Linked DNA regions of Mus musculus: all the other regions are linked to region 1. Evidence: chromatin contacts called from public Hi-C and HiChIP or PLAC-seq data. All regions are on one chromosome and are shown on one strand. The core of a region is the stretch at or near the end of the contact, and the rest is flanking DNA. Distances in the headings are between cores, read along the strand shown.

Evidence for each region. Hi-C and Micro-C count contacts between places; a contact is called where the count stands out from the background. HiChIP or PLAC-seq counts read pairs in DNA pulled down with a chosen protein or histone mark.
Region 2: a Hi-C map of uterus shows a contact between it and region 1, with 2.3 times the contacts expected there. The contact joins two enhancer-like sites. A contact is called at or near these places in 1 of 484 Hi-C or Micro-C datasets (uterus) and 3 of 115 datasets of contacts at active chromatin or transcription factors (embryonic stem cells and heart atrium).
Region 3: an H3K27ac HiChIP or PLAC-seq map of stem cell-derived neural progenitor cells shows a contact between it and region 1, with 3 times the contacts expected there. The contact joins two enhancer-like sites. A contact is called at or near these places in 5 of 115 datasets of contacts at active chromatin or transcription factors (embryonic stem cells and stem cell-derived neural progenitor cells).

What each region holds. Positions count from the first base shown.
Region 1 is chr4:105,202,646-105,207,679 of GRCm38.p6, forward strand. All of the region lies in intron 2 of Plpp3 (phospholipid phosphatase 3), which reads left to right. Among named protein-coding and RNA genes, the nearest start is that of Plpp3, 48 kb to the left of the region's middle. Within about 2 kb of position 2,831, at least 53 of the 459 cell types and tissues checked have an H3K27ac peak or open chromatin away from gene starts, as enhancers often do. A contact at or near this core is called in stem cell-derived neural progenitor cells and uterus, where this site is marked.
Region 2 is chr4:105,705,519-105,710,552 of GRCm38.p6, forward strand. No RefSeq gene overlaps it. Among named protein-coding and RNA genes, the nearest start is that of Gm29922, 140 kb to the right of the region's middle. Within about 2 kb of position 3,058, at least 8 of the 459 cell types and tissues checked have an H3K27ac peak or open chromatin away from gene starts, as enhancers often do. A contact at or near this core is called in uterus, where this site is marked.
Region 3 is chr4:105,472,505-105,477,538 of GRCm38.p6, forward strand. No RefSeq gene overlaps it. Among named protein-coding and RNA genes, the nearest start is that of Gm40217, 160 kb to the left of the region's middle. Within about 2 kb of position 2,862, at least 56 of the 459 cell types and tissues checked have an H3K27ac peak or open chromatin away from gene starts, as enhancers often do. A contact at or near this core is called in stem cell-derived neural progenitor cells, where this site is marked.

The DNA.
Region 1 (5,034 bases), core at 1,581-4,080:
TGGCAGGAACTGCAAAGCAGACCTGTTTGGCTGGAGAAACAGGGAAAAGGGTGAGGACGAAGTTCAGGTAGACAAAGAAGACCGGGGCATGACTGTCAAGGTCTCTGGTGGTGAGGAATTTTCACTTCAGTTAATTGCTAGAGAGCAACAAGAATATTGTTCTAAGTTAGCAGGGTCAGTTTTTTAACTATGGTAAGAATGAAGCCTGAACCCTCGTGGTGGCAATATGAGAGGAACTAGAGGGGGAAAAAAGATGACACAAGGGATCTGTGGATAGTTGCTGATGGTGGTGAGTAGGGAAATGGAGGGGTCTTAAGGGTCTGGGTTTTTGTTGTTAGGTTTAGGGGCACATAGACTAGAAATACAGGGGTGAAAGTTGTCTTGGGGGGAGGGTGGGGATGGGTTAAATCTTAAACTCTGATCTACTAGTATCAGTTTTATGTCCATTTGGGTGAATTATCAGAGGCCAGGGACAGGATTGATGGGAGGGGGCCCGTTCGTCCTTAGGAGATCATTTCATCTTCACAGAGCATTTGAAGCAGCTAAAATCACAGCAGAGAGCCAGGGATACCACTCTACGAAAGAGTAAAAGCCAGGTGTGGAGACATTGGAAACGGAGAGCGTAGCTTGGAAATAGGAAGAAACGCACAGTGGTACAATATCAAGGAAACCTGACAAATTCAACATGAAAGAGGACTGTGAAGTTGGCAGCCTGCAACACTCTGGAAAGAGCTGCCAGGAGACTGGCATGAACTGGCAGAGTATCTCTTCAAGGAGGACTTTGGCTGGGAGCGCTTGCCATTTGGGAAAATAACTGTACTTCAAACCATGTTCTTCAGGAGACCTGTGGGCACAGGGCAGCCACTGATGGCTGCAGCCATAATTGGCTTCTGAGGTTTCTCTCTCTGGCCTCTTTGTCATCTGTGTTAGAAGTCAGAGTTGTCACACCCACCACTGTAGCCTGAGAAATGTCTGTGACGTATAGCCTTTCTCAGGCAGCATGGCACTGAAGTGCCAAAATGCTGGAGACAGCTGAGTGGGAATTTTCCAATCACTTAATTCTACTCAAGTAAAGATCTGGCCATTTCCTTCTAACAGATGGAACATTTGGCTTCAGAGAAAATTCAGCTCCATTCCTGATTCCATCTTGAAAGGCAAAACCCAAGCCTATTATATTTTCCCTTAGCCTTGAGACTGAGAAAAAAAAAAGAAAAAGAAAAAACAATTCTCCATCGCCAAATGTTTGTTGACTGAATCTCTTCTGGCGCAAAGAAGTTCGTTAACCCATATACACATGCGCGAGGTCTGGGGGTTAGGGTAAAGCTAACAAGGACATAAACATACAAATAAACTCAGTAGTAGACCTGTATGGGTTGGTCTGGTGCTGCTTGTATTTAAATGCTAAATACTGGCTCCCAAGATCTGGTTGCAATGGATCCACTACAAGAGACCTTACTTGTATGCCTTTGTATTTGGGACTCAAAGACCAGCTATCTTCTGGGACTTCAAGGAAACGGCTATCTTGGTACCATTAAGAAGAACCCAGGAGGGAGGGAGAAGGGCAGGTGTCGGCGATGGGGCTGCCAAGCTGTCCTGCCCTTCTCCTCCTTTAATTCAGAGTGACTCACTGGCCTCTCTGGCCTTTACTGCTCTCACTTGGAAAGTGTGTCAGTAATCCCAGAATGACCTGCAGGGCTCTGTGAGAAACAGACAGCTCGACAGAGGGAAAAGCGCTTTGTAAGCTGTAAAGTTCTATGTAAATATTATTAAAGCAGAACCGAGTATCGGGATGTTAGCCCTTCAGAGTCACCCGGGGAAGACGTCTCAGTTTTTAGAAGAGGAATTGTTAGGACATACTGTGTAAAAATATGACTTTTTCTTGGGGTGATTTATAAATAGAGCAAAATGTTTAAAACAACACAGCAGCTGAGTGGTGGTGGCGGCGATGGTGGTGGTGGCGGCAGCGGTGGTGGTAGTGGTGGGGTCCTTCTGCAATGGGCTTCTTTTCTTCTATCTTGTTTCCTGGAAAGATCAAAATCAAAACCACCACACACGTATTTTCTGCTTCTGCCCTGGCACGGCATATTTCCCACATCCTAATCGTGCAAGAAGAAGAAGAAGAAGAAGAAAAAACAACCAAAACCAAAATGAGCCTTTCAAAGTGCCAGGCATTTGACATATCGCCCATTGAATTCCTTGCCAGCCTTGCCAGGTGGATATTATTAATGCTATTTTCTATAAGGGACCACCTAAGCCCAGACAGGTGAAGTCATGTGACTGCAAAGGACTAGAATGATGAGACTGAGACTTACTGGCTCCCAGGTTGCTGCTCCTTCCTCCCCAGGAAGGCTAGCCTAAAGACCCTCTCCATTTCCCCTCCTGAATGGAACATCTGTAAAGATGTGGGTAGCTGGGCTCTTTTTCACCACAAAAGACAGGAAGAGGCTCTCTCTTACAGTTGGAGACAACCTCCCAACCACTGGCTTGCCGGCCAGGACCCGTCCCTTTCTGTCCCCTTGTGGCTTAATTGCCATGCCTTCCTCTGTATGAGTTTCCAGACTCTGGGCCAAGCTCCTTAAAAGGCAGGTAGGGGAGAGTTCTCTGCCGGCCTGGCAGCCAGCCATCCCCCCCACACCCCTCAGATCCGCTGCTAGCTGCTTCAGAGATCAACATAGAAGACATTTTTTTTCCCAAAGTGAAACTTATCAGAACTTTGCTGACTGTGGCAGGAATGAAGGCCCTGGGGGTGGGGACCAAGCCTTTGGAGGAGGGGTGGGGTGCTCATTTTATGACCCAGGAATGAAAACATTGTGAATAATGAATAAAGTCCGAAAGTAGTAAATCTGAGACTCCAGAGAAGGCGAGTAACATGTCAGGGAGCGGTTTAAGCCTTCGCCCCTCCTGCAGAGGTGCGGCCCAAGTTTCATTAAATAGCCTTTAAGGGTTAGGATTACAAGAAGCCCAGTCCCCTGGTTCATAATGATGATTTATGGCTGTGTTGTCGACTCCGCGACCCTTCTGTACAAGGGATGGAGAAAATACATAATTTGCTGCTCATTAACTGTGCAATCTGTCAGGGCGGCTCCAGAAGCCATGTGGTCCCGGAGCCTTGCGTCTGCTAAATGGCTTCAGCAAGGCTGTCCTGGAGACACAACTGCTCCTCCACCATAGGAAATGGTTTTGATAAGAGTGGCACTAACAAGCTGGTAGCCTGCCCATGTCTTGGAACTGAGAGACAGTGGACTTTACTCCTCGGTCATCTCCCATCCTTCAGAGAGCCCCAGAATCCCCATCTGTACAACGGACTTGCCTTGTCACAGAAAATCACACTGCATGAGGCTTGAGCCAGGATTTCTTTGTCAGTGTGGCCTGGTCCTGGCAACTCAGGAGCAATCCGAGGGCAGGTATTGTGCCCAGGGCCTTGGTTCTGCTCCCAGCTTATAGGTAGTTCTTACAAGAAACCTTCCTCTACTGTTGTCTGACCTGTTGCCTCTGCTTGGTTAGGAAGCTGGGTCAGAAGAGAGTTAATGGCATCGCTCTTAGGAAGTACTAAGTCACGATTCTGCGGATAGAGAAGTTGACCTGCTCCAGATTCACCCTGTGAGTGGAGGACTCCCATCATGGGTACTTGATACTTATTCAGTGGCCACCCCCACTCCCTGCACGTAAACACACCTGAGTGTGATTTATAAATAAAGAATCAGAAGGAGTCAGCAATCGGGGCTGTGGCAGTGGACATCTGGAACTTGTTAGCCTATAAGATTCCATAGGGTAAAAGTGTAAACAGGTTGGAAGAGGGAAATGAGTTGAGGATGGGGGTAGAGAACGTTGGGCAAAGACTGAGTGTGTGTGCCTGGGTGGGATATTTGGGCCCCAGTCTCTTCAGCACAGAATGGTTGCCTTCATTTCTGACCTGCCGTGACACTCAGATTTCATCTCTTATATGTTATCAGAGGGACCTCGGCAAGGATTAGGGGACACTGCCAGGTCACATGTCTTCAAGGATCGACTCCTCCTGCTCCCTGACATTTGTCTGTTTCTTTAGTGAGCATTTCTGAGGCCCTATGAAGAGCTAAATATTCTGCTTTCTCAGGGACTAGCTAGGCAAGCACGCTGACTGGGCCGGCCTTTGACCACCCCTGTCCCTATAGAATCATCCACAAAGTGATCTGGAAAAGGTGTGGCACTTATAAACACAGTCAACTAGGGCTCTTGTGTCAGCGTGCCTTGCTCCCTCTCCTGCCCCTGCTTGTCGCTGGGCCCAGCTGCTATGTTTATCCTACACACCATCCTTCCCCACACTTTGGGGCCTTTGAGGACCCAGATTAGACTCCTGCTTTGATGCCTTTCCCCACTGTAAAGTTATTCCTTTACAAAGGACCTCTGCAAAGGAGTGCCCTGAATGTGCCAATCTATTGCTTCCCTTGTGGTTGTGAACGCGTCTGCTCACCGAAAGGGCGGGCAAGTGTGGTCCATAATCCTTCATGGGAGGAAGTGTGAAAGGGACTTTTGTGGTGAGTGATGAGCCGACCATCCCTGCTCCTGGCCTGGAGTTGCAACCAGGAAGTGGCCACAGCTGTGCTGTGGAGTTAAGAAAGGGGGAGGGGGCACTGCACGGTTGTGTTTTACCCAAGCAATTCGGCCGAGTCAGGGAGACACTATCCACATGTGTACACTATCCACATGTGTTTCACCAAAGGCAATTTGATCTAATGACAAAAAGATGCTGTCCACAGTAACCTTACAGAGTGACAGCTGGCCCCTGCTTGCTGAAAAGCCAGGCAGTTTGAGCAGCAGGAAGACATTGTGGGAAGAGCATGTGACCCAGCCTTCTCCTTTGGCTCTCAAACCCAAGGAGAAAACCCAGCTTGATTGAGGAATTCAGACTCCTAAAGGCACCATATTGAATGTTTCTTGGCTTTTATTTAGGTGTTTCTGTTTGTTTTTGAGACAGAGCCTCACTGTGGAGCCCAGTCTGGCCTTGAATCCTTCATCTTCCTGCCTAGGCCTTCCAGTGCTGGGATTGTAGGTGTG
Region 2 (5,034 bases), core at 1,808-4,307, 500 kb after region 1:
TCTCCAGACAGAAGCAGTACCTGTATTTCATCAGGGTACACACCACACAATTCCTCAGACTGTACATACGCTTCTTTTCCACTGCCAGTCTGGTTTTTTTTTCCAGTAGTGTACACACTTACTGACTCAACTCTTTACTCATGTCTATGTTGATCTTTGTTTTGTCCACTGGTCTCCTCCAGCTGGAGGAGAAATGCTACAAACATGGTCTTTGTTGAGTGATATATCTCAAGCACCTAAAACACTGGTCACATTCAGTCGATCTTTAATAAATACTTGTTGCATCAACGAGCAGGGAAGGAGGAAGCAGCTCACTGTCTTGCAGGTAAAATGCTAGGGACTCACTGTCCTGTTGTGGTTAAGCTGGGGGCGGGGGGGGGGGGAGGCGGGCGGACTAAGCAAAGGTTAAGAAGCACATTTATGAAGCAGATGAATAATGGCTACTGTGTTGTCTTTAATAATATTATTTGTTCTTATCCATTAGACCTTGAGTCTGGTACAGGGATTTGGCCCAGATAAAACGAACAGAAAAACCACGAGATCAGTGTCTTTGGTTAAGGTTTAATGAGCTCCCAGGACTGCATGTTGAATTTGGAGGACAAAGGGTCAGAGATAGCTCACGATTCCTTTCAGAAGAACTAACGGATCACTTCATTAACTTTCTTCAGGAGGAAAGAGAGCCACGGGAATAATGCAGACATTTGGAGGAGCCTTCTCTAGTCATCCCTTTAGGCTCTGAGGAAGAAAGACTCTTGCTGCCAGATCACATTATGCAACTGTGTGTGTTTCACAATCCATGATGCCACGATCAAGGATTTGAAATATCCTTCAAGAATGTGTTTAAGTTTGTTTAAAACCCAATGTTTTACTTGACCTCAGAAGCCTCTCTCTCTCTCTTTTTTTAAACTTTTCATGAAACTATGCTTCTGTTGCTTGTAAAATTTGAAAAACCTTCATCTCCCTTCCCCAGGCATTCACATACGGCTTAAACTAATTCTAACTGGGGTTTAGTGGTCCTCAGTCTTCCTGATGCTGCGCCCCCCTTTAATACAGGTCCTCACGTTGTAGTGACCCCCACAACAAAATCACGTTTGTTGCCGCTCTATGAGTGTAATTTTGCTACTTTTATGAATCATACTGTAAGTATCTGTGTTTCTGTGTTTCCGACAGTTCTAGGTCTACCTCCCTGTCCCTCTAACCTTCTTTTCCACCTGCCCAGTGTTGGAGGGTTAGAAGGGATCCTGGTGAAGAAAGGTGGTGGGTATAAGAACCCAATAAAGTAGCTTAAAAATCACAGTACAGAGAACTGCAAAGTAAAGGAAGAAAGTGGGAGGTAGGTAAAATAAAAGAATGTTTAAACCACCAAAATGGAAGCTGTACGAGAGTGGGTTTACTCTAACTATATAGCACATGAGAGGTATCTCCGTGGCGGTACAGTAAACATGTCACAAAGCCACCCAGGCTCCCTCTAAGACAGCAGGGGATTCTATGATTCGTTCAATATCTAGAGCATACATACAAAGGATATATATTCTTAACCATGGAATGCCAAACTTTAATTAGCTGATGCTTTTGAGTTGACATTGAGGTCTTTTCTATAGAATTGCTTAACTTGGAACTTAAAAAGGGTAATTAAAATAATCCTTTAAAAATCAAAATGAGCGTCAATGAATTCTTTGAATGATATATTATCACCCAGCAAACATAGACACCCCTCTTTCTCACCAGATAATAAACATCCTCTCTATGATGTCAGTTCTCGGTCTTTCCTCACACTTAGTTCACAGTTATAAGCAATATGCTGGAGCACATAGAGTCTTTCTTCTAGTCATTATAATTTTTTTCTGTAGAATGTTAGTTTTCATGGTCGTAGTTTTTTGCGAATGCAATAAGGTACTGTTGGACTTCAGTTGATTAGAGAATAATTAATAATTCTGTCTCTACTCCCCCTCTTTTAGATATGAGATATAATGTATCACTTGTCTCACTTAAGTAGTGACTTAACAATGAAGGAAAGTTGATAATCAGTCACTCAAACACACTATTCTGAACATGAGTCAAAACGTCAAAGTACATTTTATAAATATGAACCAATATTATAGTCAGTAAGAACGATGATCTTTCTGTCTTGAAACATGGTGCCATAAACTTAGCTTAAGATCGGGCACCAAACAACCTCTCACAGGAACTTGAGAGCATCATTTTCCTGCTTCCTATTTCTGCATACATTTCTCAGACAGTGCTGCCTGTGGTGGGGTGGGAGGGGATCCACACCAGTGTCGATGTGTGAGCTCTGCAGCAAGCCCACTTTCATTATCTCAGAAGTAGCTCTATGTTGGAATGAGATGGTGACTTGTGTGCAGTTCTCTTTCTCTTTAAACCACAACTAAAATAGTCAGTGGAATTTTAAAGGGATTAAAAAGGTGTCTTGAAGCCAAAAGAAAAAGGGATACCATTCGCATTCCAGTTATCTCCAAGAATTCTGGAACTGGACTGAAGAAATGATGATTCAAACCCATGCTTGCTGATAAAGATGCCCAATTTCAGAGCAGCAGGCGAAAGGGATTCCCAAAAAAATGGCAACAACAGCCCCAAAGAGATGAAAAGTAAGGCTGTGTGGAACACTCGCAGAGCAGGGTCAGGCTCTTTGTTATCCCGTTTGAGGTTTTGATTCTATAGCAGAGATCAGCAAGCTTTATAGAAAGAGGACCAGCTAGTAAATATTTTCAGCTCTGCTGAACATGTGGTGTCTCGTGACGACTCACCTCGGACATCACAGCATGAAACCACTCTTAGCGATATCTTAATGAACAAGCATGGCTGTGCTCCAATAAAACTTTATGGACACCGAGGTTTGAATTTTATGTAATTGTCATGTATCCATAAAATATTATTCCTTTTACTCTTTCCCAGCCATTAAAATGTTTTCTTAGCTCGCTGGCCTTTCAAAATTGGGTGGCAGACCAAGCTTGGCTGACCTGTGGTAGCTTGCTAAGCAATAACATCAGAAGGAAGCTCTGGTTAGGGTCCTAGAGCATATGGGATAACTCAGAAGCACTGAGACGGCATGGCAAGCATGCGCACCAGGAAGGAGGCCAGTGGAAGATGTACGAGTTGACTGCTGTGAAAACCCAGCCAAACACATTGCTGGAAAAGGACTATTATGCAATTACTCAGCAAACACACTGGCCCTCTCACACACACGTATATAACATTCACAGACACATGCGCACACACCCCCAAATGTCACAAGTAATGTTTGGCAAACCAGTCTGTTCAGGAGAAAAAGAGTCAAGAGAACTGGACAAATTATGCATTCAAATGATCCAAATAAACATTCAAGATGTACACAAAGAGAAATACCCATACATTTTACCCATACTCAAAATCCTTATAAATAAGGTATATTAAAACAAACTAGTGTAATTTAATATATAAAATTGATAAAAAGCTCAGGGCAGCAATATCTGAAAAAGCTACAAGAAATGTGGTTACTCTCACCCTGTTAACAACGGTGTATTGTAAAATCACCCTTCAGCAAGCCACTCTACCGAGAGGAGGAGTTTACCCTGGAGGATCAAACAATGCTACAACACAAAGATTTATGTGTAAGGAAATTGATTCTTTCGATATTCCTTATTGTAGAAAAACAATTGCATCAATTCCGTTCCCTAGGAGAGGACTTGGGTAAGTATGGGATACCCAGACGTAGAGTTCTATATGGCTAATAAAATGTTTATAGGTTTTGTTTTGACATGAAAATCTGCTTATAATTCATTGTAAGTGAAACAAGCGGGTTCTAAGGCAGCGCCTCCAATGTGACCTCCACACTGGAAGGATTTTGCAGTCCGTGTGTGCAGCGCGTGGTGCATAAGAGAGTTGTACATATGTTTATGGAACTAGGGAACAAAACTTGCATGGACATGCACTGATGATTTAGTAGTGGTGCTCTCCATGTGTGCAGCCATCTTGTTTATAGATCCCTGGGGGGATTATGCTTTGCATTTTATGGAATGGGATCGCTGGGCAGGAGTCCTTCTGACGTCTCATATGTTTTCAAGGGCAGTCAGTGTTGCTGGGCTGTGGTGCTCCCCTGTAGGAATATACCCCACACTGTTCCAACCAGCACGCCTCCTAACGCACATGTGCAGAAGGTTTCCTAAACGATTTCTTTAGGATGAAATCGATAAGCTGTGAGGACTAAGCATTTTTAACTTTATTACTTAATGCCCAAATTCATAGCCTACCAATAATATGATACCCATTGTCCCAGAACTCTGACGAACTTTTGGCTATGATGCCGTTGAATGTCATTCCTTTTCTTTTTAATCTTTGTCTAGAATGTTGATTATTTCTGTTATTCCAGGAGAGGGTATGGTCTTCACATTTCAATTTACTCATTGGTTTGCTTCTACACCACTAATTTTCTTCTCAAGTTGCATAAGATATCACTTTTAGCCACTGAAGGTTTAATTGTACTAGGTACACTATAGTTTTATAAGTGGATTTTTATAATATTCCTGCCTTCATTTTTTTCATTTGCTCAGAATTTAGCTACTTGTGATGTTTTGAAAACCTTTTAAATTAGATTATCGAGACATTGCACATTTCCAGTGGAGCTCTGATTCCCTATTTTCCTTAGGTCTTTGTTTCCATATTCACTTTGTATTCTTCTCTCTGTGCACGTTTCAACCTTGGATCATCATCTGTGGGAGACATAGTGGGCACAGGTTGAGTTTTCATAGAGATTTGCATGGATACTAGGGCTTACTGAAACTTGGGACCACTTTAAATTATCTTTATGAGATGTTTTGTGCTTCAAAGTAACAGAAATGTAAAACCTATCCATATGGAGATGTCCTTGTGTTAACTCTACCTGGAGAGGATTTCTTTACTGGTCCTTTGGTTTATGGATCAGGTCTTCAGAACCAAACTTCTGTTTTCTTCTCTTAGTTTATTTATCCCACCCCTGTCCAGCAAGGATGCAGTTCCTCCAAGGATGCAATCTTCTAAGGGTCTAGCTTTGGATGTGGA
Region 3 (5,034 bases), core at 1,612-4,111, 270 kb after region 1:
GCTCTGTCTGCTAATTGGCTCTTCACAAACGTATTCTTATTTCAAAGGTCAGATCGCATTTTAGATGGACATCTCACAGTTATAGAGTTTCAGGTTCATGAAGGCACACCTTTGCTTTGTTTTTTTTTTCCTAAGCAATTTTACCTCTCTCAGTCTCATTATAAGAAAAGTTGACAAGGTAGGAATTACTTTTTCCATTTGACACAGAATAAGGCAGAGTCACAGAGAGATTCAAGGCTGTAGGGAGAATTCCTTGTACTATATTGAAGTATCATCTGCCAATAAAATGCTGCTGGCCTATTAGCTCAGGCAGGGAATAGGGGTATAGAAGTTCTGGTACAGAGAGAATTCTGGGAATAGACTCAGGCCCAGAGGAGATTTGCCCCAGATATAGAAGAAGATGGTTCCATGAAACTAAGGACCAGGTAACTAGTCATGTGGCATAACTTAGAATATAATAAACAGGTAACTAAGTTACTATTCAGTTCCCTGAGCTAGTCAGGGAATAAGCAAAGCTTTTGGCCTAGGCATTTATTCTTTGAAACATTAAATCTCAGAGTTGTTATTTCTGGGAGCAAAGTGGATAGGTGGAAAAACATGAGGTTACAGATGACATTAACTACACGAAGACATATGGTAGGAGAGCTGTAGAAGATCCTGGGGCATCTGGGTTAAATGTGACATGGCTTTGGTCTTCATACAAGCCAGTCCTTGGGGAGTTGGGGAGAGTAGGTAGTGCAGGGATGGTGTTCCTAGCTGGGAAATCTGGGGCCAGGATTGGACTACTATGAGCAGTGTAACCTGGGACAAACAAGTTGGCTTTTCTGCTTTCCTCTCAGTCTCTATAACAGATGCTTGCCGACCCACTAAGGAGTTATGCCAGGTTCTCCCTTCTTTCTGGATCTTTTACTGTTCTGTTTCTCCCACACACTCTTTCAAGGTACCATTGACTGGCAACACTCTTGAGTCCTTCAGTACTCAGCTTAAACAGCACACCTTCCAGGAGGTGTCTCCACCACAACCCCCCACCCCTGCCCCTGTCACTCTAACACCTTACCCACTCTAAACTCTAAACACCTTACCCACTCTTTCCTATTGGACTTGTTCTCATTTCCATTTCTTCTGGGACCCCTTCTCTAACTTCTATGACAACATCATCTCCATGCACCCTATCTACTAATGGATCTCTCAGAGCATTTTCCTTATTTTCCTTTTTAGCATCAGTGCCTGGCTGAGACTTAACACTTGAGCATAGCCAACTGACTTCTAGAATGAAGGGAACTCCGAGATACATACAACCTATGATATGGAAGGAACTTTTCCCTACCAACCTTCCTCTTTCCTGAGCGAGCACTTGATATTGCTCACTCAATACCTAGAGGGTCCCCACTCTCGTGGGGGGGGGTTTGGCCTTACCCTCTGGATAGCCTTCACTTTTCATTAGTTTTGGCTTTCACTACTGTTGCCTCCTTAAGGGCAGGTAATTATGCCATCAGCTTTAACCATAGGTTTTCCATAGAAGACTGTTTACTAAACTGGAACCACTTTGGCTCTAAACATGGAAGGTCAGAACGCCCTCATGGAAAAAGCTGAGACGGAAATTCTTCATGTTCTGCATGTTCAAAATGAGGTGCACTCTGAATGAGTAGAGAGCCTAGAAAGCTGTGGGCTGTTTAGAGATGAGTTCATTTGCAACGTAACTGCTCTAGGTTTCAAGAGGTTGAGGATGTGTGGGATTTGATCCCAGGGAAAATCTCCTATTAACCCAACCAAGTCAGGGCCAAGTCCTTAGCATTCAGAAGCAATGACAAAGTTTCTTTGGTCATGGATAAAGCTTGAGGGGACTAGGAGGCTCTCTATAAGTTGACAAGCATCAGATGGGGACAGCATGCCATTCCCCACTCCAGCATACCAACCCAGAACATTGTCCACAAGCGCTTCATATACCGTACTCTTAATTATCTGTGGAAGGCAGCATACTAGTCATTAATAAAGACCTCGCCTAAGGTGTCAAACTGACCTGGGTCTGAATCCTGACCTGACTATCTGGTGACTGAGTGGAAAAGCCACTTCTCTGAGCCCATTTCTCCATCTACCCTTCAGTGACTAGTATGGCACCCACGTAAGAAGCTGAGGGTGAAGATGTAGAGGACAATGCAGGAGGAAATCCATTGTAGGATTTTTAAAGAAATAGTGACATTTACTCCCTCCCTAGTCTTGGCTAAGGCTCCATCCCATCTTTCAGACTTGGTCGCTTTTATACCTCTGACTCCTCTTGTCTACACATCCTTCTTTTGCAAGCATCACAGTCGTACAATTCAAACCTTGTCCACCAGGAGCATAGGTTATATTTTGGTACCAAACACCTTCCTCTGTGACTTTGTCCCTCACATCCCAATTCACAGATGGTAAAAAGAAGTTACTGGGCTACTCTCCTACAACATCGGGCCTTATAAAAATTTGAACCAAATCACAGATGGCATGTCAACAACTCCTTTCTCTTCTCTCTCTCTCTCTCTCTCTCTCTCTCTCTCTCCCTCTCTCTCTCTCACACACACACACACACACAAACACACACACATACACACACACACACACACACACAAACACACACACATACACACACACACATTTCCTTCTGGAACATTTATTATTTACACACCACTGAGTCTCCATCAGCCATTTTTCAAGAGTGGCACAAAGTGAATTCTCCACAGAGAAGAACAAACGAGCGATTGAAAGGGATTTCACGCCTGAATGCCCTCATTCTACTCAAGGCCGGCCATCGTGGCTGCTACCTCTCTGTTCATTATCAAGGGAGCTGGAGTTTGTCACTTGCACCAGATCCTGGCCTCTCCCAGAGACCCTCTGGAGAAGGCCTCCTCGGTTACCGTAGAAACGTCTTCCTTCCTGGATGCAGACCCATGAAGGCTCAGGCTTCGAGACCCAAGAGGGGCCTTGTTTAAACAGGAAAGAGCAGACAGTTTAATGAGTAGCTTTGCAGCTCAGATTCCTACACAGTTTACAGTAGTTGAAGTAATAAAATTCATAATGAATGTTTCTTTATTTTAGTTTTATGTTTGTTTTCTTCTCTCTTTTTTTTTTTTTGCCCTTTTGTTTTGTTTTTCCTGAATACTCTCCAACTGATGGTAGGCATTTTTAATTACTAGGGAAATATCATTGAAGAAGAAAGAATGCACAGTCTGTATGTCCATGTGTCCCATTTATTCTTCACGATATTTCCACCACATACATAATTATTACATTGGGGAAATGGAGAGTCAAAGAGCTTAAATTACCAGCCTTGGACACATGGCTATTTGTGAGAAATGGACCTTTCAAGTGAGCAACTCCCCCAACAAAATCTGAATCCATTAATGAAGTGGGAGTTAAATGTGTGATTTTTCAACAGGTAAACACGATTGGCAGTTTGATCCACAAAGAAGTGTAACATCAGCTTGCAGGAATAGGATGACTGACTGGGAGGAGGACACAGTCGAAGAGGCCCATCATTAAGCTTTCTTTTGAGGGGAGTTTTGTCCTTGGTTGCCTTTGATGACTTGAGACCACACAACTAGTCAGAAATCTTACCATACAGGGCCGAAGTCAAGAGGCCACCTAGAATGGTTATTTGGTCGTGTGATAGACATCAGGAGCATTCCACACACTACCTTCCTTGAGCAGTAGATTCATTGACACAACCAATACAGCATTAGAAAGGTAAGGGCAAAGAGCCAAACAAGTCTGTCTAATTGCCAAGCCTGGTGTTCTGCTGGTGTTTCATCTTCTGCTCCCCCAGAGCAGACTCCTATGAAAAAACTGAAGGCCCTCTGTCTCAAGGCCTCAGGCATTACTTTACATACCAGAGGCAGGCTGTCCAGGGGGAAATTGTACCTGAGCTAGGTAGGGAGAGAGTTTCTGTCTTTCTGGGAAGGAGCTGGGATACTGTGGTACCCAGCGGGCGCTCTAGATGGAGTTGGGATGCTTCTACAGTCATGAATGAGCAAACAAAGCAATTGAAAGGCAATTACTACTCTGTAAAGGGCCTGGAAACAAGCTGGCAGCTGTGGGGGAGTTCTGAACTGTGAGAACTGCCTGGAGCCAGAGGCAGGTGATTTTAAAGGCCAGGGGATTGTTTTATCAGGCCACTGAGGCTCTTACTCACAGCGACTTTCTTCCATGCAGGACAGTTACTGTTGTCTACCTGTTCTCGTTAAGCCAACAGCCAAAAAGACTGACAATCTTTCTCTCTCTGTCTCTCTCTGTCTCTCTCTCTCTCTGAAAAAAGAGGAGTAGAGGTTTTGGGACAAGGTTCTTAGAAAGGACTCAGTACTTTATTTCACAATACAGAACCCACAGTAAATGCTAACTGACACTTATGAGATGAATGACAAGAAGGACAGAAAGCCATAGGAGCCACCGCAGACCTCCTTCTGTACCCACTCACCACCAAGTGTGCCACACTGGACATTTCTCCAAGCTTCACATTCTGTCCCATCTGTATGGCTGTGCATAGCCCTGGCCAGTGCCCTGTGTCTGCTTCACTCCTCTCCAGACCTCACCCATGATAGATCCTTTCCTCCCAGACCTCTCTTCTGAGAGCTGCTTGTTAGCTTCATATTTTCTTACTTTGTTAGATCCACCTCGTTGAGAACAGAGCCAGGAGGCTCTATTGGACATTTCTGAGTCTTTTTTCACACTAGAATGTGAACTCCGGAGTGAGCAGACCTCTCAGGCCTTTGTTCCTTGGTTTATTTGGCCACAAAAAGAACATGTATGGTATGGTAGGCATTTGTAAATGAACAAGTGTCTCAGTGGGTTCTAGGCCAATTCACGGAGTCTCCACTGTAGCCTCGACTGGAAACAGAAAATTACCATGCTTGTTGAGATGTGGCTCAGGGGTCCAGTCTCACCCTCACTGCCACCTCTCTGGTTGACCACAGCACACCTTTACCATCTGTAAGTCCCCTATTACATATGATCATATGACAGAGTTTTATAAATTGTGACTTAGACAAGAGTTTGGGTGCATTA